Regions from separate parts of the Mus musculus genome. Here regions 1, 2, 3, 5 and 6 are each linked to region 4. Evidence: chromatin contacts called from public HiChIP or PLAC-seq data. All regions are on one chromosome and are shown on one strand. Each heading gives the region's core, a stretch centred on a gene start, on an enhancer-like site or on the middle of the called end of the contact. The rest is flanking DNA. Distances are from core to core; before and after follow the strand shown.

Evidence for each region. HiChIP or PLAC-seq counts read pairs in DNA pulled down with a chosen protein or histone mark.
Region 1: a contact with region 4 is called in an H3K27ac HiChIP or PLAC-seq map of differentiating embryonic stem cells, with 4 times the contacts expected there. The contact joins the enhancer-like site here to the promoter of Enc1 in region 4. A contact is called at or near these places in 1 of 15 datasets of contacts at CTCF or cohesin (large pre-B cells), 6 of 115 datasets of contacts at active chromatin or transcription factors (bone marrow-derived macrophages, differentiating embryonic stem cells, epiblast stem cells and 3 more) and 1 of 9 other capture datasets (embryonic stem cells).
Region 2: an H3K27ac HiChIP or PLAC-seq map of trophoblast stem cells shows a contact between it and region 4, with 12 times the contacts expected there. The contact joins the enhancer-like site here to the promoter of Enc1 in region 4. A contact is called at or near these places in 5 of 39 promoter capture datasets (the C10 cell line, embryonic stem cells, epiblast stem cells and 1 more), 3 of 484 Hi-C or Micro-C datasets (bone marrow-derived macrophages, cerebral cortex and granulosa cells), 27 of 115 datasets of contacts at active chromatin or transcription factors (the NIH/3T3 cell line, SST interneurons, acute myeloid leukemia and 21 more) and 1 of 9 other capture datasets (liver).
Region 3: an H3K4me3 HiChIP or PLAC-seq map of embryonic limb bud shows a contact between it and region 4, with 19 times the contacts expected there. The contact joins the enhancer-like site here to the promoter of Enc1 in region 4. A contact is called at or near these places in 16 of 39 promoter capture datasets (the 3T3-L1 cell line, 3T3-L1-derived adipocytes, the C10 cell line and 10 more), 1 of 15 datasets of contacts at CTCF or cohesin (stem cell-derived epiblast-like cells), 14 of 484 Hi-C or Micro-C datasets (the G1E-ER4 cell line, bone marrow-derived macrophages, cortical neurons and 7 more), 25 of 115 datasets of contacts at active chromatin or transcription factors (the NIH/3T3 cell line, SST interneurons, T-cell acute lymphoblastic leukemia and 16 more) and 2 of 9 other capture datasets (embryonic stem cells and liver).
Region 5: an H3K4me3 HiChIP or PLAC-seq map of embryonic stem cells shows a contact between it and region 4, with 4 times the contacts expected there. The contact joins the enhancer-like site here to the promoter of Enc1 in region 4. A contact is called at or near these places in 19 of 39 promoter capture datasets (the 3T3-L1 cell line, 3T3-L1-derived adipocytes, the C10 cell line and 11 more), 1 of 15 datasets of contacts at CTCF or cohesin (embryonic stem cells), 25 of 484 Hi-C or Micro-C datasets (the AML12 cell line, the HPC-7 cell line, the N1E-115 cell line and 15 more), 32 of 115 datasets of contacts at active chromatin or transcription factors (the NIH/3T3 cell line, SST interneurons, acute myeloid leukemia and 21 more) and 2 of 9 other capture datasets (adipose tissue and embryonic stem cells).
Region 6: a contact with region 4 is called in a FOXA1 HiChIP or PLAC-seq map of pancreatic cancer cells. The contact joins the enhancer-like site here to the promoter of Enc1 in region 4. A contact is called at or near these places in 1 of 39 promoter capture datasets (embryonic stem cells), 2 of 484 Hi-C or Micro-C datasets (bone marrow-derived macrophages and cortical neurons), 17 of 115 datasets of contacts at active chromatin or transcription factors (SST interneurons, acute myeloid leukemia, craniofacial prominence and 14 more) and 1 of 9 other capture datasets (embryonic stem cells).

Annotation. Positions count from the first base shown.
Region 1 is chr13:98,182,646-98,186,153 of GRCm38.p6, reverse strand. All of the region lies in intron 1 of Arhgef28 (Rho guanine nucleotide exchange factor (GEF) 28), which reads left to right. Among named protein-coding and RNA genes, the nearest start is that of Gm34469, 13 kb to the right of the region's middle. Within about 2 kb of position 1,318, at least 33 of the 459 cell types and tissues checked have an H3K27ac peak or open chromatin away from gene starts, as enhancers often do. A contact at or near this core is called in differentiating embryonic stem cells, where this site is marked.
Region 2 is chr13:97,881,310-97,885,094 of GRCm38.p6, reverse strand. All of the region lies in intron 2 of Gm34388 (a long non-coding RNA gene), which reads left to right. Among named protein-coding and RNA genes, the nearest start is that of Gm34388, 11 kb to the left of the region's middle. Within about 2 kb of position 1,289, at least 11 of the 459 cell types and tissues checked have an H3K27ac peak or open chromatin away from gene starts, as enhancers often do. A contact at or near this core is called in trophoblast stem cells, where this site is marked.
Region 3 is chr13:97,789,988-97,793,788 of GRCm38.p6, reverse strand. No RefSeq gene overlaps it. Among named protein-coding and RNA genes, the nearest start is that of Gm41031, 34 kb to the left of the region's middle. Within about 2 kb of position 1,853, at least 28 of the 459 cell types and tissues checked have an H3K27ac peak or open chromatin away from gene starts, as enhancers often do. A contact at or near this core is called in craniofacial prominence, embryonic limb bud and second pharyngeal arch cranial neural crest, where this site is marked.
Region 4 is chr13:97,239,597-97,243,013 of GRCm38.p6, reverse strand. Enc1 (ectodermal-neural cortex 1) reads right to left here and starts at 1,909. Exons shown (of 3, transcript NM_007930.4): 1 at 1,485-1,909.
Region 5 is chr13:97,818,193-97,821,724 of GRCm38.p6, reverse strand. The region is part of intron 1 of Gm41031 (a long non-coding RNA gene); the gene reads left to right. Among named protein-coding and RNA genes, the nearest start is that of Gm41031, 6.1 kb to the left of the region's middle. Within about 2 kb of position 1,459, at least 10 of the 459 cell types and tissues checked have an H3K27ac peak or open chromatin away from gene starts, as enhancers often do. A contact at or near this core is called in differentiating embryonic stem cells, embryonic stem cells and kidney, where this site is marked.
Region 6 is chr13:97,973,670-97,977,087 of GRCm38.p6, reverse strand. All of the region lies in intron 16 of Arhgef28 (Rho guanine nucleotide exchange factor (GEF) 28), which reads left to right. Among named protein-coding and RNA genes, the nearest start is that of Gm34388, 81 kb to the right of the region's middle. Within about 2 kb of position 2,082, at least 40 of the 459 cell types and tissues checked have an H3K27ac peak or open chromatin away from gene starts, as enhancers often do. A contact at or near this core is called in bone marrow-derived macrophages, extraembryonic endoderm stem cells and pancreatic cancer cells, where this site is marked.

The DNA of each region.
Region 1 (3,508 bases), core at 69-2,568, 940 kb before region 4:
CAAAGACATGTGGTGTGAGCATTTCTGTCATGTTTAGGGAGGGGCTAGGGATGGATACAATTAAATAGTTGGCCAGTTCTTGTCTCCTTGTCCGTTAAAAAATAGGGGTCTGGGGAGATGGCTTAATGGGTAAAGTGCTTGCCACCTAAGTAGGAGAAACTAAATTCAGATCCCTAGAACCCATGAAGGACAGGCAGGGTCGTGTACATCTGGAATCCTAGTGCTCCTGTAATGAGAAGAGGAACAGGCAGGAGAATTCCTGAAAGCTTGCAGGCCAGTCAGCCTAGTCTGTGTAGCAGTGAGCCGGAGATGGTCTCAAACAAGGGAGAAGGCAAGGACCAACAGCCATGGTTATCCTCTGATGTCTGTGTGTACATCCTGGGATATGTATGTCTGTACTCATACCCAGAAGCAAGTGCATGCATACATGTACTCACACACACTCAGAGGAAGACAGACAGACAGACAGACAGACACAGACAAAGAGAGAGAGAGAGAGAGAGAGAGAGAGACACACACACACACACACACACACACACACACACACACACACATACACACACACACACGGAGAGAGAGAGAAGTTGGTTTCCACGTATTGTTTTCCTTTAATTCAGACTTGGTGACTAAAAGATGCCTTTCTCTTGGGGTGGTGGACCTATAAGAAGAGAGGGGAAGAAAACCCCATTTTCCTCATTTCAGTTGAGTTTAGAATCGCATCAGTTGCAGCAATGATACGTTTATTTTTTTTTCTACTTATGTTAGAAATTTTCAGAGTCAAGTGTACTATGATTTTTCTGTAGTGTTAGATTTCTGTTTCCTCCTTGGCAAGGCTCTGCTTCTTTAACACATTTAAAAACAAGGAACAAACAAACAAACAAAAACCCCTAAAAACAAAAAAAACTAAAAAAACCCAACAAACAAAAAAACCCACCCACCTTCCTTCTGTATCTTCTGGGGATGCATGGTGTACTACTGTTGGGTAGGCTGTGTGCACCTACTGTGTGCACCTACACAGACATCTAAACGAAAGTGTAGAAACAGAGTTCAAGTGGTGTAGTGAGAAATTTGGTTTCCTTGAAAATTCAGTTACCCTCTGTGAGTCCGTTTCTGTTTTAATCCCCGGTGTGGGATGTGGGGTCGCTTCAGATTGTCCACAGTGGCTGACTATGATTGTCTCATGCTCTAGGAGGGGTGTGGCTTTTGCCAGCTGCAGATAGTTTCCATTTGGGTGTAAATGGGAGAGAGCCCTGAGCGGACCTGTGGTGGCTGCTGCTTCCCCTCCTGCTGCAGGCCCTGCTGCTGCATTTGCTATTCCTGGATTGGATTGCTGGGTTGCTGGGTTGCTGGGCTGCTGGGCTGCTGGGCTGCTGGGCTGCTGGTTGGAGATATTTGGATGACAAAGACTGGACTTGCTCCAGGGAACTTGACACCCTTTATCAGCAGGAAGTGGTGTAAAGAGGTCCACATCCCTTTCTCATCTAAGCTCCTTTCTCTCCTACCTAGTGCTGGGGGATTGGAAGGGATTAGGATGGAATAAGGGTTGGAAGGGTGGAGGATAGAAGAACCCAATAAAGTAGAGCAAAAAAGCATGCCCAGTGCGGTGTAGTCAACCAGTCAGGAACAACTGGGGGCCTGTCTTAGAGATAGATCAGGAGTTCGATGTTAATAATGATAGTACCAGTCATTTATGTTATTTTCTGTGGTTAGACTCTAGACCTTAATCTAGCACTTTCACTTCAGTATCATGCAAGGAAACAGCGGAGCTCTTTTCCTATAATGTTGGCTCTCATTCATATACGTATCTTAGCTTTAATTCCTATGGTGACCTTACTATGTACCCATGCTTCAGATGAGGGACCTATGGAGCCGAGAGACTAGGAAACATGCTTCGGACGAGCAGCAAGCTTGCCGACCCATCTGCGGGAGTCTGGAGCCCTTCTTCCCTTTTCTTCGGAGGTTCTGTGGAAGGCTGGGAGAGGGTCCAGCTTGTCCTCATGTTCAAGAGACCCGAAGGATCTGCTCTAGTCGAAAGGTCCTGGAAGTCTCCACTGAGGCTACATTTTCAGATTTGTCTTCACAGGGAATCATCATCTCCCTTCGTCTTTGAACTTGCCACCCTCTGAAGGGAGACAGCTGTCTTGGATGATCTGACTTACGTACATTTCTTAAATCTTCTTAGGAAAAATATACGAGATATATATATATATATATACACAACATTCTTTAGCCTCAGGCAAATTGCTATCCAGTTGGTCAATTATGACTTCTCCAAGGTAAATTTTTAGAGGGAGACTCTTCTGATTAGACACCATCCTGCAGATCCCGAACTGTGTTCGCTCAGAACCTGTGTTCCCAGGCCTTTCAGGCCTTCCAGGAGTCCTTGTATTGCAAGTGCGCTTAGAACTTGAGCAAGATTTCCATTCGGCTCCTCCCACGGGCTTATCCTGTTCACCTCTGTTCCACTCTCTGCGTGCTCGTTATGTCCCCTGGGTCCTTCAGTTCCCCAAGTCATTCCCAAGGACACTCGCACGTTCCCGTCCCCTGACCTCCAGGGGACAGACAACAGCATGGTTTCTGCAGAGAATTTAAACACTTTTCAAAACCAGCATTAGTCTCTTTAGTCAAGACCCAGCAATGCCTACGTTGGCTTCTAGAACTACTGCTTTCAAAAGCAATCTTCTGGTGTAGGACTTCAGCCGTTGCAGGCACTCACTTGCATGTTAATGACCTCCAGTGCGCAATCAGCCCGTTTTAATGTGGGTCTGACGTTATGATGGGCGTGGAACTTAGGTGTGACCACTCCCAGTTACACACTTGAGCCCTGCACATGGTATTCGTGCTTGTTCTTAGGGTGAGTTCAGCGGCGGTTGGTATGACACAGGTGTACTGTGGGTGCCTGTGTGATAGCAGGAGCACGGTTTAGTTGTGTGTTCCAGCATTTGGTGTGAAACAGGTTATGACAGGACCACGGGCAACACTGGAATTAGTTTCAATGTGCCAGTCTGTGTGGGCCACGCGGGGGATTTTTTTTTATCTCAAATACAAAGCACTAAAACAGTAAGAGGTGTGGTGTGAGTTCCCTAACGAGCATTTTAAACTCTAAGGAGTCTCCTGATTCTGTATACCACTGTTCACACCGAACTTTAAAAAACGTAAATGTTTTGTTTCTTATTATTTTTGCGAATTTCTTCCTGTGGCTTCAGCTGTGTTCCGCGTGTTTTCATTTCGCTGGGCTGCTGTAATGGCTTCCTAATGGCTCTCATTTCCAGGTCCCCCTCTGCCTTACTCTGGCACTCTGCAGGTTCTTCTGCTGCCTTTGGAATGACAACCTTAAAGTACTGAGTATGCCAGCGGTCTATCTAGAATGCATCCCTGGCTCCTGGTGCTTGCCAGGTCTGCATGGCCCGAGATGCTGTGAGATGCTGTGTGCTTCCCTGTTCCTCTCTGGCCTGGGTCCTGACAAGCACATCTCAGGGCCACTCAGCACAGCCAGCCTCTCTTCATC
Region 2 (3,785 bases), core at 40-2,539, 640 kb before region 4:
GGCTTCCGGTTCTCCACTCCAGATCACCTGCCTGTTCACCACAGAAACTCATAGACAAAAGGCAGTGACGTTCATTATTGTTTTGATGCAAACTACCTCCTGGGAGGAATGTGGGCTAACTGTTCCAATATAGACAACTCATCAAGAGGACAGAGACATTGACTGGCTGTTATTTGAACAACACATGAATCACTTCCTTCCAGCAGGGCCCTCTGGTGGTCTTAAATTTGGGTATCACAAGAACTCCTAATGGGTTAAGCCCCGTGAGAGGTGTTGCTGAATGAGACAGAAAAATCCCCAAATTTTCTGTCCCAGGCTTGAACAAGTGGCCACAGATACCATAAAAATCACTCTGAAGTCATGCATTATATACTACCAAAAGAAAAAAGACACCCAAACTCAATCAGCCCATTGGATTCAGTGCCCAGCCACTAAAACAAATTCTCCCTTCTACTCTAAAGGAAGGGGCCATGTGCCCTCTGCCTTCTCTGGTGGAGAGTTAGCCTCTGTAGCAGTAACGTGTCACCAATGCAGTTTGTGCTTCTTGGCTTTATCCCTATCTTCTGAGTTGATACGCCCTGTCGATCTCAATGCAAAGATTGAGCCACATGTGGCAACTTGGGAGCCTGGGCTCTGCAGAGCCAGAAAGATGAAAGAGAGGAGTGGGCCTTTGATTTTTCTCAAGAAACTTGGCGTGTTTGTGCAGATTTTTTTTTCCCTGAGATGACATAACAGGTTTCTTAGTAGCAACGTGTAATCTGGCTGCAGGGCTGTTGGTATCACTCAGCTACTTACTTAAAAAAGAAACAGGCCAACCAACCTCAGCTAAACCACCTCCAGACACTGGCCTCCTTTGTGCCCAACGTGTCTTACAGGCTCTCTGCAGCAAATCCTGCAATCCACCTGCACAGGGAAGAAGATATTCTCATTCTTCTCTAGTGTGATCCTCTTCTGAAACCTATTAACATTCTTCTTGAGAGCCACCTGTCCAGAAACCCAAGGGACCATAGATAAACAAACAAACAAACAAACAAACAAATAAACGAAGTGGTTTTATTTTGAATGAAAAAAGTTTCCTCCTGCCAAGAAGTTCTTTCTAATCTGAAGTTCAAAAGCTACAAGTACATCAGAATTGTTTCAAGTCTCCTCACCTCTTCTACATGAAATGAAAGAAGTACCCTCTCACCCAGATTTGCTGGCAGGCATTGCAGTAAAAACCAGGGCCTCTCGCATGACAAGTCCCAGGGTCTGAAGGAGCTCAGGATAAACAGACGAAAGCACTTACCACTCGTTCCGTGGACGAGTTGGTGTGACCTCATACTTGGAGCTATAATCCAAGAACAGGTCTACAGCAAAGCTAAGAGCTCTACACGTGACGACTCCATCCCTCACTGACCCACAGGGACCCTGTGTCGTGATCGTACCTCACATTCGACTCTGCTGGAACAGTCATCCTTGGCTTACAGAGTGGCTGAGGCTTGGAGATTCAGATGAGGAATGGTCAAAGTTATTCACCAGTAAAGATGGGATTTTGAGGACCAGGTAGAATTTTAAGCATGAGCCCCAATGCAGTTGGGTTAGAGACAGAACGTTATTTCACCATGGACTTTGGAGCATAGAGCAGTGAGTGGGTTCTTTGTGCTGCCTGGTGAAGAAGCATTAAGCTCTAAATTTGATATTGAAGTAATTATTATTACTGAAAATGGCTAATACTTATTGATGTTTACTAGGTTAAAGCACTCTTAAAGTTTGTATCTTCTTCTAATTACCACCAACTGATGCTATTATCTGTCTTTGACAGAAAAGCACACCAAAGCGTGGAGAAGCATGCTAGTGCTCATGTGATAGCATAGAGATGCATTTTTTTTAGTTAAATACTAAAAAAAAAATCAAAATAAAATACAGCTCAATTTCCTACTAACTAGTAAAATTGGATCTGAGTCCAGGTTTGCCACCTAACATTTATTGTTGAAGAAGTAAGTCACGGTGTGAAGTTTAAGCTCATCGATTCTTGAGGGACATTCCAATCTCAGACCACAGAGAGTAAGTAGCAGAAGCCAGCTATGGTGGCTTTATGCCTGGCAGACCACACACACACACACATACACACACACACACACACACACACACACACACACGAGAGAGAGAGAGAGAGAGAGAGAGAGAGAGAGAGGGGGGGGGGAAGGGGGAGGGGGAGAGGGAGAATGCTGTCAATGCTGTCTACATAGTCGAATGTAGTCTCAGCCCTTGCAGATCACTATACATCCCACCTGTCCTCTTGTTTCACATATAAGTCTCTCTGTATTCCTCCAAGTCTCCTCTTTCATCGTCGTTCAGGAGTTCCCGACTCCTGCCCCGGGACTCATCTCTTACTCCTGCTTCTCCTGCCTTGACTTGCTCTGCAGAGACTCCTCCTTTGCATCTCCCCAGGCAGTGTGTTATCCCGTGTGACTCATTCCTTCTCCAGGTTCCCACCTTTCCTCACCCGGGGCCTGAGCGTTTTTTTTTTTTTTTTTTTTTTAACTCCTGTTCAACCCTCTGGGGCTTCTGGCTATGGCTCTCAGGCTCGGCCCCGCCCGAGCAGCTCTACTCTTCACCTCGGGGCTGACCTTAATGTTCCTCTAGCTCCCAGTATTCCACACCAACCACTTTTCTATCCCAGACTCCGGAAGAACCAATTTCCCTCTCTTTCCCTCAACTCATTGTGTGGGTTGGAAGAGGGAAAGCTTTGAAGGTGTGGGTGATAAGTTTGGAAGAGGTGGGAAAGTTAGCTACTCGGTTTGGTTCCCACGAGCATGGAGGGACAACCCTGGGAAAGGCCGTAAGAAGCTAATGGCTGTGTGTGGTTTTAAGGAAAGGGCAACTGTAATAAAAGGGTGTGGTGGTAAGTCAGGAAGGGAAGAGGCATAGAGGGTGGGCATAATTGGCTCCCTAAGTATACAAGTCACCTAACAGCCTAGAACATAGCAGAAACCACCAAGATGGCAAAGAAATGAATGGGCAGGGCCTCTAAGGAGCAAGGCACAGGGACAAAGAAGCAAACTCCTGAAGTTTGACTGAAGAGGACAGACAGTGCACTGGGTCTTCCTTTTCCGTATATATAGTACGTATAGATGGGACAGGTGATGAACAGCTGTCCTGCCCCCTCTTTCCTTATGGAGCATGTCCCCTTGCCGGTCCTACTGAGCATTTGGTCCCATCTCCGTGGGACAAAGAATTCAAAGGATGATGTTGTTAGTGAAGATCTGGGAACTAGGACCCAAGGGAAGCTGATGTTGAATGATCTCAGTAGAAAAATGAATCTACTTTATAGGGAAATAAATTTTTAAAAAGTCATGGGGACATGTGTGGGCTGAGTGGCATGAGGCTCACAGGAATCCAGAAAGGGTTGGGTAAGCTTATCCAGGACTGACTTAACAGCTGGGGCTGGGTGCCTGATCCTGTGCACCAGACACATCCAATGAGGAGAGTCCTTTCCCAATGTTCAGTCACCTTTGTCCTCAACTTACACCAATCACATGGATGTTAGAGTCCTAGCACTTAGGCATGGCACGAAAGGAGATTTAGAGGACAGCAGGGGACTAGACATTCTAATATGGAGAATAATGACCAGAAAGAACAAAGGTTTGTGGATTTGGCATCGGATGTCTCCATTCAAACCTTAATTTTACCATTTGGGCAAGTCTCTTTATTCTTCTCTTTCCTAAGAATAAAAATAATAGCTCCCTCATGGGATTAAATGGAATCATCTATGCATGTAAAGTGCTTGGCACAGGGCTTTATTT
Region 3 (3,801 bases), core at 604-3,103, 550 kb before region 4:
GATGTGGACGCTTAATATTTCTTTCTGGGTCTTCATCTCTGGACTTTAATTCTCTGGAGGCAAGATTTTACTCATTCCCCATATCTAAATTCTTCAGGAGCATTCTGTGTCTCTCTTATTAATTGAAGGTTCATCTCTTCTACAAAGGGCACGCTTTGGGATTCATTTTATGCATCTATCAGAGAAGGTTTGCTCATTGAAGTTTACATTTTCTCATGGAAATAATTGTCTTCGACTCTCTGAAGAGTCCCTGGACTTTCATCCCTCCCAGTCAAGCAGGCCGAGGTGTTTCTCCCCTCTGTCCTCACACCCACCATCTGCCAGTTTCATAGCATCTTCCTTTAGGATCACATTTATATTGCGTTGTTTTTATTTTAGAATTCTGCCTCTTCTCATGGAATGTGGGCTTGTGAAGCTTTGGCCCATACCTGACTCACCTTGACTTTCCCAGAAGCACAATATGCCAAGGTCAAGACATTGTCTAAGTGTGACGTTTGCTCCACTATTTCTTCCAATTCCCCCCCCCCCCCGGCCTCCGCTTTTCTCATCCACCAGATGGGAATATTAACAGTAACTTTCCCATTAGAAGATTGGGAGGAGAACAGAATGGCATTGTAAGATGTTTGGTAAAGTGGTTGCCACTTAGACACACTCAATGTCATTCTTTAGTTAGGAAAATAGAAGTTGATTGTGATATGCAGTTACTACTAATTGGGTGATATAATAAATCTCCAATCCCAATAAGCCTATACAAAACCACACAAATCAATTACAATATTTTTAAGCTGCACACCCAGACTGGGCAGATTACACTACTCTGTTCCCCAGCTATGAGATCTCTCGCTACTTGTGGCTTCTCCAAGCCGTGTGGTTCTGCTCTGCTCCATCTTCCTCACACTTCCTCTTCTTCTGTCTTCTCCTCTCTCTTTCACTCTCTTTCCCCCATTCTCTAAAACCTCCAGCCCCACGCTTCCCTTCCACTGCCCAGTTACAGCCTTTATTTGACCAGTTAAAATGGGGAGGAGGTTCACATGAAACCACCTGAGTGAGTGATCCTCTCCTCTTGAGGAAGCAGAATTAACATCAGAATACAAAACAGCACCAGGGCAACCCACAACAGTGTGGTACAGCCAAGCTTGTGCAATGAAATCTAAAATAGAGCTCCCAGACAGGTTCCTGTCAGCCCACTGATCAGCAAAGACATTGATTGATTGATCTCAGTAGAACAAATCTCAATAGATGCTACAGATAGATAGAAGGACCGCCTACCTCCCGAGATTTTTTTTTTTTGAGCATGCCATTCTGTACCCAAAGAAACTTTCCCTAGAAATTTGACTTTGGAGACGCAGCTCCATCAGATCACGCGATGAATATGTAAGGATGGGACGTTGGGCTTCTGAGGTGGAAATATTATATCCTTGCATAACTCTTTACCCTCCCTGGTGATGTTGCAGAAAGGGGCAGAACCAGAGGCACACAGTGAGAGGTGTCTTCATTTGAAGGGGGAAGGTTAATGACCAGGCTTTAAGGCCCTTTGGGGGGTAACGTCTTTAAGAGGGGTTGCCTTGCTGCAGACACACTGGTGTATGTCACATGGACAAGTAGACACATCTTCAAGAAAACTTCACAAACGCAGCCGAAAACAAACCAGGTCTGTAAAAACGTGTTCCTTACATTAGCTCATCACCCCCTTGTCAAGAAGAATCGAATCTCCAGGTAAAAAGGCAAAGCAGTTGATCCTTTCCAGAAGGCGAAGAGAATTTAACTTCTTTCCTTTCCAGAACTGATAAGATCTCAAATAACCACATGGGTCTGGCTCACAGGAGGGGCCAGACCTGGCTCCTCTGCAGAGCTGGTAGTTGTTAGAGGGAGCCGGGGACTACAGAGAAGAGGGATTTCAAACCACCAGGCTGTACTTACGCTTGGTTTTACATCAGGCTTTCTCAGTGGGTGCTTACCTCACCAGCTTGTTATGCAGCCCCAAAGAGATGAGTGTAACAGAAATTTAAAAGAACCGTGAAGCTCCCTGCCCATGGGCTGTGCCTCCATCCCTCCGGGCAAAGAGCTTTCGGTTGAATACATTTATGACCTGTGTATTTATGTGTTTTGTGTGTGTGATCCTCATAAACAGGCTGCCTGAGTGACAGATTGATGGGAGAGAAGAACACAAAGAGGTCTAGACAGAACCAGAGATGCAGCCTAGCAGCCAGCAGCCTAATGCACAACATTGCTCTGGTCCCACAGTTGATTTCCCCCACTTACTCTTTTTCTCTCTTAAATGCCCCTCCAATGTTTGAGCCAGTATTAGTAGGTGTTGTTATATATGGCGCTGCCAGCTCCCCCTGTGTCCCACCATCTTGCTATGCCAGCCCGCACCATGGGTACCACCATCACACCCAACCGTTTCATATTTTATGTTACTTTACTTTCTATATTACACTCGGCTGGAGCATTCTCCTAGCAAGGCAGCTTGAACACCAACCCCCTGTGAGTTTTAGAGAATGACTTCTTACACTTCCCCCTGTTTGTGCTGCTCTCCCATGTTGAGTTTGACACACAGGACTACCTCAGGAGGCAAAGTAATGGCACACTCTGTACCGTGCATAGAAGTGCATTTCTAAAATGATGGCTGAGACTTCGCTCAGGTCGAACCAGTTATGTCGCATTTCTTTCCTTTGAAGATGTGGGACTTTACTTGGGAGAATAATCAGTAGCCCCAATGTTTATGTCATCATTTTTTCACATGTGCCCGTGAATTTTTGGTCTTCATAGACATTGCACCTCCTTCTCATTTATGCCATAACACTAACTATACAATTTTTGTAAAGACTTATTTTTTTAATTGTGTGTGTGTGTGCCTGTATTTGTACCTGCACCATGGTAGAGGAGGTCAAAGGACAACTTGTAGGAGGCAGATTCTCCTTCTGGTAGCAAGCACTTTGACTTGCTGGGCCATCTCACCAGTACTCCATCCTTACCATTTTAAACACTCACTCATGTCATAGATTTCTTTCAAGAATATTTGCTATGTGAACCGTTTCTTAAGCTGTAAAATTAAATTGTGTTCCAACTCTAAGCAGCAATAAAAAACACTCTGTAATCTAAAACCTTGCAGCCCTGCAAGAAATTAGGCTTGTGGAAAATAGAATGACTTAGTACTGTGATGATTTTATTGCTTAAATGGAGTTGTAAGAGATAATTTAAATAAAATCAAACACGGAAATCGATTTAGAGAGTCTTATTAAAAATATTTACTTTGAATTGTACCTTACTTAAAACAGTATATGTATAACTTTACATTTCAAAATCACAAAGCAAACAAGTTCACTTTGACTGTCTGTCTCTGGGTCTTGTAGAGCCTTTAAGTCCTGGAAAGAACTAGAAGCCTGCAGAAGCAAGAGCTGGAGTGACGGCCAGCAGCTGAGGTGGGGAGAGGGCTGACCTGAGCCCTCTTCTACCTTAGCTTCCCCCTCTCACTGTTCTGTACCCCTTTTATCCCCTTACCGCTCTAAGAAGGTCTTAACCTATATCTGCAAAATACTCCCACGAGGTGTAGAGTGGGACAGATTGAGTATCAGGAAATAAGAGCTGATCTAGAAGGGGACGAGAGAAGACACACGAGAACTCTTCACTGTTAAAGCCTCTCAACTCTTCTTCTAGAACGTGTAGGGGTTGGTCTCTGCAGGAGCAGATTACAGGCTAAGACTATGGCTTATTGTCCTACATGGGAAATCTGATGTGGGGCTGAGAGAAGGAAGTGTGGGTGTGTCTTCTGCTCACGCCGGATGTTTCCCTTCTACA
Region 4 (3,417 bases), core at 660-3,159:
CGTGGATGCCATTTAAATGAATGCGTTCGGTCTGAGTTATTTTGAGGAAGACTTTAAGCCTAAACCTCTAAATGATTGTCTCTAGTCTAAGGAAGCTGCCTCCTCTCGGGCTAAGAGCCAAGAAAGGAACACAAGAATCTAAGTGCTAGCAGGCTGAGCTGGAATCCCACGGGGCTGGGGAGTCAGGGTGGTATAAAACAACGTTCACAACCAGGTGTATACTTAAGAAAACAGTTTGTCTAGAAGGCCTACAGGATGTGCACCACTCTGCATCCTGTGTTTATGCTGCTGTGTTTTCTAAGTCTCCCCCAGAAAACCAGGAGGCAGAGTCTAACCTGTCACCTTGGATCCCATCCCACTGGGAGAGAATGTCACTGTCACAATCTCTCATCTTGCAACCACTGTATGATTAAAACAAAAGGTGCTCCTGAAGACCCTAGGGAGACAACGTGCTCTCTGGTTTAGAATCATGCAAACATCAAAATATCCAGACATAATTTATACATACGGTTATACAAAAAACACCTTCAACATAAAACGAATCATCCTTTCCAACATTTTTTAAAGACCCCAGAGACATAAATCTGCATGCTAAGGAAATGACCCCCAAAATGCACACATATACTTAACTTGCGTCTACAAAGAAGGCAGAGAAAAAGACTGCTATTACTGTGAACATCAAAAGGGCACCTAGTTCAGTGACTTCAGTTCACTTCCTGCTGCTTCCAGGCAGGACGTCTGCCTCCAACACTGGGAGCACCTCCATCTCTCTCCTGGTTAAGCCTGATCTCGATCCCACGAGCAAAGAAGCCAGGCAGACGTTCCCAAGCACTCACATTACTGACAACAACGGAGCCACACTATAAAGATGTTTACCAAAATAGCTCTTGGCCACGCCGTCCCCTCCAACACTTGCAACGGCTACTCTCAACACGCTGGACATGCCAGTGAGGACGACACCAAATTACAAGTCCAAGTCCACTGTTTCATCTCCACCCCGCCCACCAATTCCTACCTAGCCTTTGAAATTAATAATGTCATTCTAAAAGGCAAAAGCTTGCAGGAGAAGAAACTCGTTTTTCAGGAACCAGTTTTCATTCATTTGGCTGCAGTCAAGTGGCCGCAGGAGGAGGTCTGCGCATGGCCTCCACCGCCCCCCAAAGCCGGCTACGAGGCACCCTGGGGAACCGATCCCACGCGCTGGGCTTCCTGGAGACTGCTAGGAGCCGGGATATTATCCCCAACCTGGTTCCTCGCACCCACCGATACTTGCCCGGGCGTTACACCGCAGAGGGGAGGCAAGTTGCTCTCCCAGTGCCGTTCCCACTCCAGCGACTGTTCTGCCTCGAGAGCACCTCCTGGGCTTAAGCCTCAGCCAGGGTGGCGGGCGCCGGCTCGATGCTCCCAAGCACACCCCGCGGCCGACTCCCACCGCCCGAAACCCGGGCGCCCGCAACAGGTTTGGGGTTGCAGGGCAAACTTACAGTAGTGGCGGCTGGCCTCTGCACACAACCGGCTGCGGTTCTTGCCTCGGTCACCCGCAGGGAGCCGACGAAGGGCGTCTCTGTTCCAGGAAGCGGTGGCGATCGCCGGGGAGAAAGGAGCGCTGGGAAGGGAGGCGATAGCGTCCGGGGTAGTGGCTCCCGGGCTGGTTTCGGCAGGCAGCTGACCTCGGTCTCCGGATCTGCTGCTACGGACCTGGCGCCCCGGCCGGGCCAAGCGTCTGCCGGCGCGCGCCTAGCCAGGGGAGAGTGAGCCTGCGGCGGCCGCGCCGCGGAGGAAGGCGGTCTGCACGCAGGGGGAGGGAACGGGGTTGCGGCGTGAGCGCTGGCGGCCGCCTGGCGTCGGCTCCGGGTCTCTGCAGCGCCTCCGTCGCGCCGCTGGCTCTGAGGCTGCGGGAGCTGACTGCGCCGGGCCACCGTGCGCCGGCCTATAAGTTGCGCCCGGGAGGGGGCGCGTATGCAAAGAGACTCGCTAGGGGGAGGAGGGAGGAAGCGCGTCCACTACGCGGGCAGGAGCGGGAGGAGCTGGGGGGGGGGATGACGGGGGGGGCGGTTAGCCGGAGAGGAACTAGGGGAGTGGGGCGGGGAGCGAACGGAGACAAAGCGGACGCCCTCGCTCAGCAACGGGCAGCTGCAGCCCTCGGGGACCGGGAAGAAAATAAGTTTTAGAGGCTCGGAGGGTCTTCGCCTCCTCGGGTCAACCCCATTCAAGGCTAGGTCGGGGGCTGGGGCACCCAACTCAGGGGAAAGCAGCCCTAGGCGCTTTCCTGCGCTCGAGGGTGCCGGGATCCTAAGAATGCTCAGTGGAGTAGCCAAGGCCAAGCTGGGGATCCACCGCTCCCGCATGCACTCACTGGGTTAGACACCCCAGCGGCAGGCAGAGCCTAGTTCCCGCAGGAGCAAGGGAAGAAGCCTAGGTCTGGACCTCGGGGAACACTGCAGGTTGCGCAAGTGGACATTGGGTTACTTGCTGGCAAGAGGCCAGACTCCAAACTCTTGTGGGGGGCTTCCTTCTCCACCCCAAGTTGGTGAGGAAGCCGCGGCAGGACTCTGTCTCGCTCGGAGCTGGAGCCGCAGCAACCCCAGCTGGGTCCTGAGGGCCCACGTGTTTCGCAACCAATCGCCCAGGGCCGCTAGATTCAAAGCCAACTCCTCCAAGGAGCAGACACGCTGCCTCCTCCTGGTAGGGAAGATGTCTGTTACCTTCGGAGACTTGGCCTTTCCTGGGTTTGGTTGGTTGGTGGAGTCTGGAGTTCAGTCAAGAAATAGCGTGTCCCCCCCCCCCAAAAAAAACAACAACCATCACCCCACACACACACCTAAAGTCTCGAGGGCCTAGCAAAAGAAGGAACTCTATCCTAAATAAATAAATAAATAAATAAATAAATAAATAAATAAATAAACAAACGTGGCCACAACTGTTTATGACTCTCATTTTTGACTCTCTGTGCTGGGAGCTAAAACGACACTTTGAGTTGGCTCTTATTCGGCATTTGAGATATGTAGGGACGAATTGTATAGATTATTAGCCCAAACCCTTTATTGTGCAGGTGAGGAAAGAGAGGTCTTTGGCGATGTGAATTGCCTGGCTGGAGACCTGCAGGGCCTCAGTAGTGGCCAGGGAGTTTGCCCTATCCTCTTCATCTCCCCAACGCTTCGCCCCCAGTCTTCCTTTTCTTAAGACACCAGGCGTAGCAATGGTTTAAACCGGCGCAGGAGGCTCCACATGGCGCTTCCTGAGACCACAGACTGCTGAAACCCGCAGGGTTGGTCCTTTATCCCAGCTCCCTCTCTCTGGCTTCCTCTGCTATTGAGGCTGATAGATTTTGCTCATCGCAAAGAAAGACAGTGCCCTCTTAAGTCCTTTCTTAGCATTAACTCGTCAGCCTCACGACAGCCTTTTCAAATCTGTTTC
Region 5 (3,532 bases), core at 210-2,709, 580 kb before region 4:
CTCCCTCTCCCTCTCCCTCTCTCAAAGAAAAAACAAGCTGACAAGTTGACTACTAATATTAGCTCTCAATCACACATTATACAACACCCAGTAAATACTTGTATGTGTGTATATGTGTGTGTGTCATATGTGTCTGTGGGGTATGTGTGTGTATGTGTGTGGTGTGTGTCTGTGTGGTGTGAGTGTGAGTGCCTGTAGGTTATGAAATGCCACAAAAGGTAAAGGAGGCTGCATAGAGATCAAGGAGAGGAGTTTTCGAAGTGGAGGCAATAAGATCAGAACTTCAAGGTCATCATCTGCTACGTAACTTTAGAAACCAGTCTGGGATATAGGAAACCGCATCTCAGAAACAAATAAACAACAACAACAACAACAACCCTCCAAAGAGGCCCAAGAGACAGATTCAGGATGGTAGACGAATTCCCCCAGGAATAAAACATGCACCTTGCCAGGGTCACTGATACAGAGTCCAGCCAGAGCCTGAGGCTCATACTTTGAGCCAAGTCTCAGGGTCAAATCGAGCTGCTGAAGTGAGGCATAGGACTGTGAAGGCCACAGAAATGAAGAGCAGAGACAGGGTCAGAAATTCAAAGATGCCTTGGGGACCAAGCTGAGCTGAAGGCCCTGTGATTATCAGCTCTCTGCCTGTCCATTGTTTGATGTACACACCAGGTGATAGGATGAGAGCTTCTGGAAGGCACTTGAGAAAAATGAAAAAATCATACTGGGGAGGCTAGATTTAAGAGCTTATAGGTCATACCAGATTGAGGAAAGGGTATAATGCCCTTGCCTATAGCAACCTCTCGCCTAACGTGTGTGTGTGTGTGTGTGTGTGTGTGTGTGTGTGTGTGTGTGTGTGTGTGTGTGAGAGAGAGAGAGAGAGAGAGAGAGAGAGTGTGTGTGTGTGTGTGTGTGTGTGTGTGTGTGTGTTTGTGAAGAACCCGGGACTCCCCAGCTTGAATCCATTTTCCACCAGTGATCTGGCCTACTCAGCGCACGTCGGACCATTGGCTCACCTGTCTGAATCTGTCTCTGACCACTGTTTCTGGCTCCTTGTTGTGGTTGGCTCTGGGCTAAGTACTCAGGTGGCTTCTTGTGAACCAATCCCTTAATGAACAAAGGAGCCAATCACTGGGTGAGTAGGCGGGACTTCGAGGTTGGACAAAGGAAGAGAGGAAGCAGGGGAGAGTTAGGTCCTTTTTGGGATGGGACAGCAGAGAGGTAAGATGTAGCTGCTAGAGTTTCCCAGTAACATGGCAGATCCGCAAAGATTCGCCCCTAGAAGAATCAGATTTTAATAAGGTTTACAAAATTAGGTTTTAGTTGTCGTGCCCAGAGATTGAGTTACCATCGTTTCTGAGCTGAGTTTGTGTTGCGTTTTCCTTCACGTGGCAGCTCATCTGGGGTCAAGAGAGAAAGGTACAGCATCCAAGCATGGGTTTGCCAGATGTGTACCACAAAGGCCGTGGGGGATTTGAAACAGGGTTAGCATGGTAGCAACCTCCAGTGGGAACCTAGAGAGCTGGGTGGAGAGATTGTGGAGTTCTGAGTCAGTCTCCACGAGATAAAAACAGGTGGCCACTGCCCCGACAGTTCATGGCCTGTTTGGCTGCCAGGGCAGAGGCACAAGTGCGGGAACGTGCTGGGTCGGTTTTTTTTTTTTTTCCATTTTTTATTAGGTATTTAGCTCATTCACATTTCCAATGCTATACCAAAAGTCCCCCATACCCACCCATCCCCACTCCCCTACCCACCCACTCCCCCTTTTTGGCCCTGGTGTTCCCCTGTACTGGGGCATATAAAGTTTGCATGTCCAATGGGCCTCTCTTTCCAGTGATGGCCGACTAGGCCATCTTTTGATACATACGCAGCTAGAGTCAAGAGCTCCGGGGTACTGGTTAGTTCATAATGTTGTTCCACCTATAGGGTTGCAGATCCCTTTAGCTATTAAAAAGAATGAATTTATGAAATTCCTAGCCAAATGGATGGACCTGGAGGGCATCATCCTGAGTGAGGTAACACATTCACAAAGGAACTCACACAATATGTACTCACTGATAAGTGGATATTAGCCCCAAACCTAGTATACCCAAGATATAAGAATCAATTTGCTAAACACATGAAACTCAAGAAGAATGAAGACTGAAGTGTGGACACTATGCCCCTCCTTAGAATTGGGAACAAAACACCCATGGAAGGAGTTACAGAGACAAAGTTTGGAGCTGAGATGAAAGGATGGACCATGTAGAGACTGCCATATCCAGGGATCCACCCCATAATCAGCATCCAAACGCTGACACCATTGCATACACTAGCAAGATTTTATCGAAAGGGTCGTTTTTTAAAAATATTTTCCGAAACAGCTCCTGATCCGGGTGTGGTTTTTCTCAGCCTGGCTCAGTTTTGTTCACTCTCGAATCTGCTGCTTTTCTCCTAAACCTGGACGCCAGCAGTTTTCACTGGCAGCTCAGTCCCAGCTTGGCCTTGGCCTTTTTCTTCATGGACTCTTTCTCAACCCACTTTTGTAGACTGAGCTCTGCCGCACCTGGCTTAACTTGTATTCATTCTGTAACACACATACACACATAGATGCACACATACCACACACACACACACGTCCATACACATGCATACACACACAGCACATACACACCACACCATGCCATACACTTACATACACAAACCACATACCACAACACACACACACACACACACACACACACACACACGAATGCACAAATTGATTGATTTGCTATGTGCTATATACTATTTGATGTGAGAGTTTGTATTAATAATTAAGGTTAGGATGGAAAAGTCTGCATTCCTCACCCAAGCCACCAAGGCAGGAGGGTTTTGTGACACATTGTTGTTAGTAAATCTGCCAAACTTTGTGATTTTATTGTTCATCAAATCCTGACACTGCAGACAGACACACACATACACACACCTCTGTGTTTTTGGCACATTGTATTCAAGGGTGTGTGTATGTTCACATATAATTATAAACTCTAGATATTCCCAAGTATTATGCTTCTTCTTAATACAATGAACCTTTTAAAATTGTCTTCTGTAGATTGAACTATGTATTACATTTATGATGAGGAATGATATTAAATAGATTGGTCACACACTCTCGAAAATGTTGCAAAATGACAAATAAATGTTTCCATTGTCTTATTAGTATAAGAAAGTGGCTTTGATTGTTCTTGTGTTTTGAATGAATATTTAGAAATAAAATTTCCCATTCTTATTATAATGTACAGGAAAGGAGTGCAGAGCTACATTTAAAAAATAGCTATACATATCAATAAACTTTTCTATAGACCAGCATTAACAACTTACAAAACAAAAGGAAAATATATCTATATAAAATGGCCGTAAGAGCCGTAAATCGCTAGCAAAAAGAATTATGTGAGACTTGTGTCAATAAAGGGATAAAATTTTATTGAAGCACATAAAACAAAATTGAATATCCCAAGTCATATAACTAGATGTCCATCCGGCAATTGTGCCTGTCATAAACCAGTCAGCT
Region 6 (3,418 bases), core at 833-3,332, 730 kb before region 4:
TTAGAGCAGGGACTAAGTTCCTCCTCTATATATCAGGGCCTTAGGGAAAGTCCTGGACCAGCCTGGCCCTCAGCAACACACCATACCAAAAGTACCTAGAAAAGGAAGGGTTTATTTACTTGACACACCCTGTTCACAGTCCATCACTGAGGAAAGCCAAGACAGGCGCTGAGGCAGGGTCAGAGCCCATGGAAGAATACTGTTACTGGCTTGAACTCTGTGGCTCACTTGCCTTGCTTATTGTAAAACCCAGGACCTCCTATCCAGTGGCAGCACCGCCCATAGTGGGCTGGGCCAGGCCACATGAATCATTAACTACAAAAATACTTAGAAGCCAATGTGGTGAAGGCATTTTTCCAGTGGAAGTTCCCTCTTCCCAGATGACTTTAGCTTGAGTCAAATTGACAAAGAACTAACCAGGACACAAGGGCTCCTCTCCTCTTGCTTCCTTGGCTGGTCACATCGCCTTCTTTACCATTCTTCTCACAAGCCAGAATACTCCTGTCCTAGCACCTTCTGTCTTTGAGGCTCTTCCTTCAGTAAGCTCTGTAGATCATCAGTAACACCACCCTGTACCTGGCTTGCCATTTCCTTATCACTGAGTCCCCGGCCCTGTTATTTACCACCATGTGTGTTATGGCATATTTCCATTCACTGTAAGTTCTGGAAGGAGAAAGGGGGGGCATAGTAATTTTTCACAGCCCCTACACGAGCCAACGCAAAGCTGATCCTTAATACTTATGTTTAATTAATGAGTCCTAAGGTAAACTGATGTGCAAGCAAGACCTGCTCCACTTGAGTCCACTAAGTGGGTGTTGATGGCATTGTGGTCGAAGCTAGAAATTGCCAAAAGTGCTGTAGACATGCTCAGCTGTCAAACCAGATATTACTTAAAAAAATAGCTGTATGAAGACTTACAGAAAATATTCGGATTATATTATATATATAATATAACTTGGATTACTATCACATTTTGACGTTGAGTAGTAGATGATGACATGGGCATGAATGAAAACTTAAGTTGTCTCAAACTTTTCCACCTCCAAAAGCTTTGCTGTTAATTTATCATTTTATTAGCATTTAACATTGTTCAAGCTAATGGGTTTTTCTGATGACACTCCGTACATGCATGTAATATACCTTCAGCATCTTTAATTCCCCACTGTCATCTCCTGCTGCCCCCTGTTCCCCTCCCCCACTTCCAAGCCCCTCTCTACTCTCGTGCATCGTCTCTGTTGTTTTCCTTTCTCTTTAATTATTATTTTTACAATGATTCATGTAAATATACAGATAAATATACAGATACTGCCTGAGTCCATCTAATGTTGCTCTTGTGTTGCGGGTTGAGCGTGCCGCATTGGGTAGCCACTTAGAGGGCTCATCCCTGGGCATGTGTGAGTCCCCCCTTCTCTCAGCAGCCACTAATTACTTATAGTCTCTTCTAACCCCAAAACATTGCATCAGCCTTTAATCTAAGATTGCATCTGATGATATTATCAAGAGTATTTAGTTATTCCTCCTGGTTTACTCACTTCTTCTTTTATAGTTTCACAACATAAATGAACATTTGTTCTCACACGGATCTGTCTACATTGCTGATTAGTCCCTTAGATTAAATTCTACAACCAGGTTGTGAGTTGAAGTGTACACTAGCTGCTTCTCTTTATACAACAGTGGTTTTTAGAATTAGTTTGGGGACTTACAAGGTTTTCATTGGGAGTGGAGTGTTGGTCGCTCAAACTTGGATTACTATCACATTTTGACATTGAGTAGTAGATGATGACATGGGCAGTCTCTACTGTGTTAGATGTCTAATCCTCTATGCATAAGGGTCAATAGCTCTACTATTATAGACAAATATGATGTAAAACAATATGTTGTAGAAGAAGTACTCAAAATCTTGGTGTCATTGTTGCTGTTAGATTCCTAGTTGCCAACAGTTCACAAACATTGCTGTTCTGCAGTGTTCTCATGTCTACCTGGCTTAGGTGCTTGTATGTACTTTGATGTGACACTATCTGGTGGACAGGCCTTCTCATATGCACTCATCGCGGATGAACTTTAATCAATATTGTTTCACTTTCATATCCTTTCCTGCCTTCTGCACTGAGTTCTGCTTCTCTCTCAAATGTGTTCCCCGTGTTTGTTCCTTTTCTTTGTCTGTCACATAACCGTTTCTGTGAGTCTCATTCTTGGGGTGTGTGTCTTTAATTTAGCTCAAGAGAGTCTGTAATGTAACGGAAAGATCTTGTTTTATAACAAAGGGTTGTTCTTATTTACATTTAGTTTTACTGCTTCCGACTATCTTTGATAGTTTCTGGCTGTTTTCCTTGCTGTCTGGCTCAGCTCTTTGGACCATGTGTTGTTTGGTTTTATTGTTTCCTGCCATTTGGCAAGATAAGGGCTTTTAATATCTCCTAATGATAGTGCTATGGCTGTGTGGGGCTCATAATTTAATACAGTTTTTCTTCCTCATGTGAGCCTCCTTCTCCTCTCTGTTATATATCCAATTGTTGCATTACTGCATTCTTATATTGTAGGCTGAGCATTTCAGGAATTGACGTGGCTGCTTCAGGAGCAATTCAGTATTTTGGTTTTTTTGGTTTACTTCTCTGTGTATACTTACAATTGTTTTAAAACCATTCTCCCTCCTTCATTTTCTGTCCTCCCTTCCTTGCTTCTTTCTGCTCTTCCTTCCCTCCTTCCTTCCTTCCTTCCTTCCTTCCTTCCTTCCTTCCTTCCTTTGTTTTGTTGCGCTAAAGTCCCTTATTCTCATAGCTCAGGCTATCCTCAAACTTACTATGTAGCCAAGGTTGACTTGAAACTCCTGGTCCCCCTGCCTTCGCCTCCCAAGTGCTGAGGTTACAAATGTGCATCACCGAGCCCAAGGGCTTTTTGTTTGCCTTTGCCTGGGTCACTGCTTACTTTTAGGCTAGAGAGAAAGCTGGGTGACTAAGAGCAGATGTCGCTCTGGCAGAGGACTGGAGTTTGGCTGCAGAACCCACACTGGACAGCATTCAACCACCTGTAACTCCAGCTCCAGGGGATCTTGATGTCCCCATGGGCACCTTCACTCGAGTGAGCATCCCCATGTACAGACTCATAGACATAACTAAAAAGAAAAAGAAATCTTAAGGAAAAAAACTAAAGACCTCCTATCAACCCATCCTTCAGTCTTTATTCCCCATTCTTTCTCAGGCTAGGGTGTGATGAGGCAGCTTATGGAAACCTTTATGCACTTTGTTTGTTTCACCCTCAAAATGCAATCTATCTGGCTGAATGAAACCATACTCCAAAGCTGTTCCCTTTAAGCTTCCGTCTGCAAGGTCCAATACAGTTGAGCATTTATTGTTACTGCGGGAGAATCTGGGGCCTGTGGGCCTTGTGTCCTTGGTTAGTAACTCCCTTCTCTCTGCCT